Linked DNA regions of Hordeum vulgare: region 2 is linked to region 1. A link is a contact called in public Hi-C data. All regions are on one chromosome and are shown on one strand. The core of a region is the stretch at or near the end of the contact, and the rest is flanking DNA. Distances in the headings are between cores, read along the strand shown.

Region 1 (3,577 bases), core at 284-2,783:
GGCGCGTGGGAGGCCGGGTCCATGGCGAGCTGGGCCGGATCTGGTGGCGGGCGCAACGCACCATGCGGCAGGGTGGCGAGGCAGGAGGCGGTGGCGCGCGACAGCGCAGGTGCGCGGGGCGGCGAAGTGCGGCGGCGGCACGCGGCAGTGCAGGCCACGGTTGTTGCTGCCGGCTGATCAATGATAGCGCGTGTGCACGGCAGCGCGCACGGCGCCAAGAATCCATCCCTTGCTGGCTCGCTCCCTGCCTCCTTTCGTTCTGATCTTCGCAGTCGACAGGGGCAGCACGCCACATCGATTCAGTTTCACAGCTACAACTTACAAATTCAACCACTAAAGGTGTAATTGATAATTAGATGTACTGATCCTTCTATTTCTAAAATTGGGATCTCTTCGCTCATGCAGCCATGCTGCTGCTTGTTTGAAACAGTCATGCTAATTCGATTTCCCAATTTATCTATCAATGCAGGTGCAGGCATGGGCACAGTTCTATGTTTGCTGTCAATCACGCTGCAGTATAGACGTGCAAGAGTAAGTTTGTTTGATCAGTTGGTGCAAGTTCTTTCCGTAAAAAAGTGTTTCTAACGTATAAAAAACTGAACAATGATGCTTATACAAACTTTACGTAAACCAATGGCTTAACTTTGTTTTTTCATATTTTTTAAAACTGTTTTGCTAATGATTTTTTTTAAGTATATGGATGTTGATATGCAACCTTGAACATTTGGCATGCATGTACTTATAAATTTATTGTTTTTTATGAAGATGTCTAATATGTTTGCAACCAAATTAAAATTTTACTTGGATTACAAATGCAAACACTTATATCAGCAAGACAAAAATAATGCTTTTATGCATATGCTATCATTAATTAATAAAACACACTTTGCTATTTTCATCATAATGCAAATATTTATGGTCATCACCGAGGAGGACACAGACCATGCAACTTGAAACAGCAAGTAAGATCATATCCATGCTTACTTATTATATGTTTATTAATAATATAAGTTCACATGACATAAATTTAAATTGTTTGGAATACCTACACGCAATATTCTTTCATACTTTGATTTCTTGATTTGTTAATTAAGTATGCATCGAGTTGACGTATAATCTCTCTGTAACTAAGCATACTGAACGTACTGAATTTTTTCTCAGAGAGAGGGATCTTAAAATGTGATGGCATTTGAAACTAAAAGACGTGGACTTATTAAGGTCTTGAGTCGTGGTTATTGTATCAAGAGTGCGTGTTATTTTCTCTCCCGTTGCAACGCACGGGCTCTTTTGCTAGTAATAATAAAACGAATTTTCGAAGAAACGCTCAAAACGTGACACGTGGCGGCGGTTGAAAACGCGCCAAATAACAACACGCAAGAGTGCTCTCTCGGAAACTCCGAAAGGAGCGCCTGCTAACTAATGATTCCCGCGAACGAGAGACGATCAGACGCAGAAGGGCGTCATATAGCATCTACCGCCGTAAAGGAGCTCCCTTATGTCTGGAAATCTCTATTAGCCGCTCGTCGCGGCAAATTGTGGCAGCGTCGCACAGCGAGGCACACTAGCGAAGCGACTGGGCCGGACCGTTTGACCAGTTCCCTTGTTCCAGTTTGGAACGTGACTTTCTTCTGATTTTAGCTTTTCTTTTTTCAAGTTTCCTTTTCCTTTTGTTCTCTTCTAATGGTTCTCGCTCGCATGGGCATATGACTGAAAATCCTTTTTCGCTGGGCCTTTTGGACTCGAAATCCAAACAGAGAGAGTCGTTCAAATCCATCTTAGAACGGACAATGAAAAAGGCATTGAGCGGGTGCAATCTTGAGGAGCTAGGTAGGATGGAACAAAGCTTGACCGTTTTTTCACTGAACTACTCGAACTTTTTGTTAGAAAAAGCAGAAGTAGCTCAGTTCGAGAGAGGTTTTCCTTTTTTTTGTTCATGTTTATTTTTATCTTTTTTAAAAAATGGTTTGGAAATTTGAAGTATTGTTCTTAATTCAATACATTTTTCCTGTTTTCAAATTATCTTCACAATTTTGTTAAATGTTTGCTAATTTTAACAAATGTTTGGGAATTTAAAATAAATTGACATTTCTGATTAATTTCTTTGAGTTTCACAGAAAATGTTCAAAATTTTCTTTGCCTTTTGTTTTTGTTCAAAATTGTCACAACTTTTTCGTAAGAAAATGGGAATTTCAATAAATAATTTCTTTTCAAAAAATTTCGCCGATTTCAAAGAATGTTCATGTTTCCAAGTTTAGTTCGAAGATTCAAAAAATGTTATTGTATTTGAAGATTGTTCCTATGTTAAAATTTTGTTTAGGAGCTTCAGTTTTTTTTCAAGTTTTAATAATTGGTTAAATTTTTAAGTAAATATTCGTGTTTCACTGTTTATTCCGAAGTTTTGATAAAAATATAGTTTTTAAAAAATGTTTGTGCTCCAACATTCGGTTTGGAAACAATTTAAACCTTAATCAAGAGTGTATGGTCAGCCTTTCATTCATACCGGCGCCGACAGAATTGATAATGAACACTTCGGTAAAATCAAGATGTGAAACGAAAAAATATCTACAACCACGCATACACTCCGTACCAAAATCTCTCAGAAAAATAGATTTATCATCCTACACCAAGAGGGAGACGTATTAAGAATGACAACATTCAAACGTCTTGCGATGGTATGAACACTAAGGCCACCGTTGACGAGAGTGGGAAAAGATAAAGAGAAACACTGATGGGATGACATGTGTTGAAATAAAGGATATTGACCTATTGAAGTCTCGAGTCATGCTTATTATGTTCGGAAATGTATTTTCTTTTTACCCGTTGAAACGCACGAGCTCATTTGCTAGTTATCCTCAAATTTGTTCAGGAGTTTCACAAGATTTAAATATTTTCCTCTTTTAAAATTTTGTTCAGGAGTTTTGAAAAATGTTCTAGTTTCAATAATTGTTTGGAACTTTAAATAAATGTTCGTGCTTTCAATTTTTGTTCTGGAGTTTCAACTTTTTTTCTAGTTTCTAAAAAATGTTTGCATTCTGAAATATGGTTTGGAATTTTTAAAAATGCTCGCGCTTTGAAAAAATAAATTTGTTTTCAAATTCTGTTCCAGAACTTTAAAACATGCTTGTATTTAAAAAAAATGAATTAAAAAAATGTTCTGTTTTTGAGAAAAAAATCACGTGCTCATTTTTCGCAACGTTTCATAAAATTGCTCAGTATTTCAGTAATTTTCACAAGACATTGAACTTTAATCAGTATTTAGAGAATGTTAACCGTCTATACAAAAATATTGAACTTCGATACGAAAAATGTACAACATTAATGATAGAAAGTTAAATTGAAATATATGTTTGAAAAATGTTAATCATGTACTTGAATTTTTTCCTAATGTATAAAAAAAGTACAAGGTGTGTTCAAAGAAGTACTCATAAAAAAGAAATAATTAAAAAATATTGATCATGCATTTGGAAAAATGATAACATTGTATATAAAATTGATCCAGATGTGTAAGGAATATGTGCAAGGTTTATCAAAATATATATTTTAAAAAGTATTAATAATTTATTTGGATAATCCTTAA
Region 2 (3,577 bases), core at 710-3,209, 220 kb before region 1:
CTTCTTCAAAATCGGAGCTACGTTGTCCTCGACGCAGGTGACTGAGTTCAGGCACGAATCTTTTTGTGTTTCTACATGACCTCTATGGTGAGTGTTGGCTCGGTGTTCGTCTGCAACGAAGTCGGAGTCGCTTGCTCGGTAATTAGGGATGATGATCTGTTAGGGGATAAGTGATGACGATGACGTGTGGCACTCTTTGAATAGGTGCGTGGGATGTCAGAGTGTGCCGTTCAGCGGTCTGTGACCGTTTTCGTCCGATTCTTCGTTAATTATCGAGAATTCTTTTCTGCTTAATTAATAGATGAATCAAATCTTTTGCTTTCGTTTAAAAAAAGCATTAACATTTTTTTCTAACCGAAGATATCTAGCTCGGTCGTTAATCTCGTAAGTTTTTTGTTTTTCTGAATTACACGAAGACTTTTTAAACACGTGAATATATTAGTACTAATACATTGCATGAGGTTCCACTAGTAGCACAGAGAACACAGCTTAGGTTTGTTTTCTAGAATCTGAACTCAGGTTAGCTAGAGCAAGTTTGTTTTTAGAACAGTCACGGTTGTTAGGGAGACCTAGCTTGGAGGGCTTCAGGCGTCCGTTTACAGAATTCATAGTAACGCTCACTATGTACGGATGGAACTTTTTGTTTCTAGATGTATATACATCCTATATATAATTCTTTTAGCAATTTAACAAAAAGTTAAGAAATTCTGAAAATATTTTAAAATAAACTTGACCTTTCACGGTATTTGTGAGAAAAAATTCATAAAAGGAAAATTACACTTTGATTTCTTTTTGTTGGTCAAAATAGTATGAATAATAACCTATAATAATAAATAAATTTTGTCTTTTTTGTCCAGAAGTCAATGTTGCTTTCTTTTTCATAAAAATTTAAATATTAATGAAAAACAAAGTCAAGTAATCTAAAAATAATTATGAACTATTTTAATTTTTAATTAGTTATTCAAAATGTACTCTCCACCAGTGCATCCTGAAAACTGTATATTAAATGCATATATGATCAGAAATGAGCCATCCTGAAAACTGTAGACACTGGAGCATGACAATCTACGGTCCTGCTGAATGCGAAATATGGCCGCAGTGCATCTCGCAATAGGTATAAGCAAGAAACGCGGCAGAATATCCAACAATGTGCTTACGTTCGACAAATCCTATTTGCGCTGCAGGCATCGGTTAAAGTGAATTTTCTGAACCGACGCCTGCAGCATTAGGTCTTGGCCCGGCCCATCGGAAGGGGGTGGTTTTCCGTTTTTATGAAGGTTCTGGAAGCTTCCTAGATGGGTTTTTCATTTAGGATTTTTCAGGACTGGTTTTCTTCGGTTTGTCTTTTTTTTCTTTACTCTTCTTATAACTTTTTCATTTTCATTTTCATGTTTATATAATTTTTCATTTTTTCCAGAAAAACAGCCATTTTTGATTAACTTCTTTTCAAACGAACAAATATTTTTCCAAATCAACAAACCCTTTTCTGAATTTTACGATTTTTTTATGAAAAGTTAATGAATTTTTTTGAATATCGATGAACTTTTTCCAAAGTATGATGAACTTTTTTTAGATTTAGTGAACTTTTTTTCTGAAATGTATGAACTTTTTTCAAGAATGATAAACTTTTTTTAAGATTTGTGATTTTTTTTCAGTTCAACGAACATATCAAAACTTTTTTCAAATTTATTAACTAATTTTCAAAATCCATGAACTTATTAAAAATTTGTAAACTATTTTTTCAGATCACGGTGAGTTTTTCCAAATTCATAAACTTTTTGTTTCGAAATTGTGAACCATTTTTCACTTTTATGAACCTTTTATGTTCGGTTTTTTTTTTGCTTTTTACTTTTTCATAAAAATACGCCCTGAGACTGGGCCAGCCTGTTATGCAGTGCGTGTGAGCGCTGGTTCTCCTAGCCAGCGTTTAAGACGCCGACTAGGAGTTCCCCTTACGTTCTCCTGGAGAGAATTTGTGTATCCTATTTAGCACGGGCGTCCGCTCCTACCTGCCGCATTCTGGGGCAGGGAGTCCTTCGGACGTACAGTCTTGTCACCGACTGGCCTGCCCTAATATTGTTTTTCTTTTTTTCTGTTTCTTTTTTCCTTTTCTGCTTATTTCCTTTATTTACTGTAATTTTTCCTTTTTTATTTTTTTCCTTTTATCGTTTTTTCTGAAAACTAATCATTGTTGAATTTCTCATCATTTTTTAAAACATGAACATTTTGTAAAAGGAAAACAAAAGCTAAAGCGTGAACAAACTTACAAAGCCTGAACATTTTTTGAAATCTTTAGAACAAATTTTGAAACCGAGAACAATTTTGAAAAACCATGAACAAATTTGGAAGCACGAACAATTTTTTTTAAAGCATGGACATTTTTTGAATCTTTAGAATAGAATTTTGAAACCGAGAATACCTTTGAAAAATCCCAGACAAATTTGAAAGCGCAAACAAATTTTTAAAGCACAAACATTTTTTGAATCTTGAGAAGAAGATTTGGAACCGAGGAAAATTTTGAAAAATCCTGATCAGATTTGAAAGCACGAATTTTATTTAAAGAACAAACAGTTTTAAATCTCGATTTTTTTCAATGGAGAACAATATTGAAAACACCCGAACAAATTTGGAAGCGCGAACAATTTTTGAAATCACGAACATTTCTTTGAATTTTGAGAACTAAATTTTGAAACATAGAACAATTTTGAAAAACTCCGAACAAATTTGAAAGAGTGAACAAATTTTTAAAGCACAAATTTTTTTTGAATCTTGAGAACAAATTTGAAAGAGTGAACAAATTTTTAAAGCACAAACATTTTTTGAATCTTGAGAACAAATTTTCAAATCGAGAACAATTTTGAAAAGTGCTGAACAAATTTGGAAGCGTGTTTATTTTAAAGCAAAAACATTTTTTGAATCTTGAGAATAAAATTATAAAACGGAGAACAATATTTAGAAACCACGTACAATTTTTTAAAGCACAAACATTTTTTAAATCTTAAGAATTTGTTTTGTAACCGAGAACAAATTTGAATCTTAAAAACAATTTTGAAATCGAGAATATTGTTGGAAAATACAAAACATTTTTTAAAAATTAAGAACATTTTTTGAAAAAATGAACATTTTAGAAAAATCCAAAATCGTTTTTTGATAATCTAGAACATTTTTTAAAACAGAAACAGAAAGAAAAAACCAGGTCAGAGAATCTTCTAGAAGTTTTCCAAAACCGAAGAAAACCGGCTTGGAAGACTGCCAAAATAGAGACGCTCCAACTCGCTAAATGGACCAATTCATTTAAAATCGCTATCCTCCCCGCTCGGTACAGAGCAGCGAATAGGACATTCCTGGTTAGTACCAAAACGGGTGATCACACCAAAACGGTTTTTTTAATGATTTTTTCTCTCTTTTCCCCTTTCTTTTTCTCTTTTAATTTTCATTGTTTTCCTTTTCGAGTTTAGATTTTATTTTTATTTTGCCTTTATCTATTTTTCCAAATTGATATTTGAACTTTTTTTCAAATTCATGAACATTTGTATTCATTGAACTTAAAATGTGTCCAATAGAATAAAAAAAATCA

Evidence for each region. A called contact is a pair of places that touch in the nucleus more often than the background predicts.
Region 2: a Hi-C map of leaf shows a contact between it and region 1, with 5 times the contacts expected there. The contact joins two enhancer-like sites. A contact is called at or near these places in 3 of 6 Hi-C or Micro-C datasets (leaf and seedling).

Annotation. Positions count from the first base shown.
Region 1 is chr4H:559,882,242-559,885,818 of MorexV3_pseudomolecules_assembly, reverse strand. It overlaps the pseudogene LOC123447034. Among protein-coding and RNA genes, the nearest start is that of LOC123449510, 45 kb to the left of the region's middle. Within about 2 kb of position 1,533, at least 2 of the 3 cell types and tissues checked have open chromatin away from gene starts, as enhancers often do. A contact at or near this core is called in leaf, where this site is marked.
Region 2 is chr4H:560,099,418-560,102,994 of MorexV3_pseudomolecules_assembly, reverse strand. No RefSeq gene overlaps it. Among protein-coding and RNA genes, the nearest start is that of LOC123447036, 40 kb to the right of the region's middle. Within about 2 kb of position 1,959, at least 1 of the 3 cell types and tissues checked has open chromatin away from gene starts, as enhancers often do. A contact at or near this core is called in leaf, where this site is marked.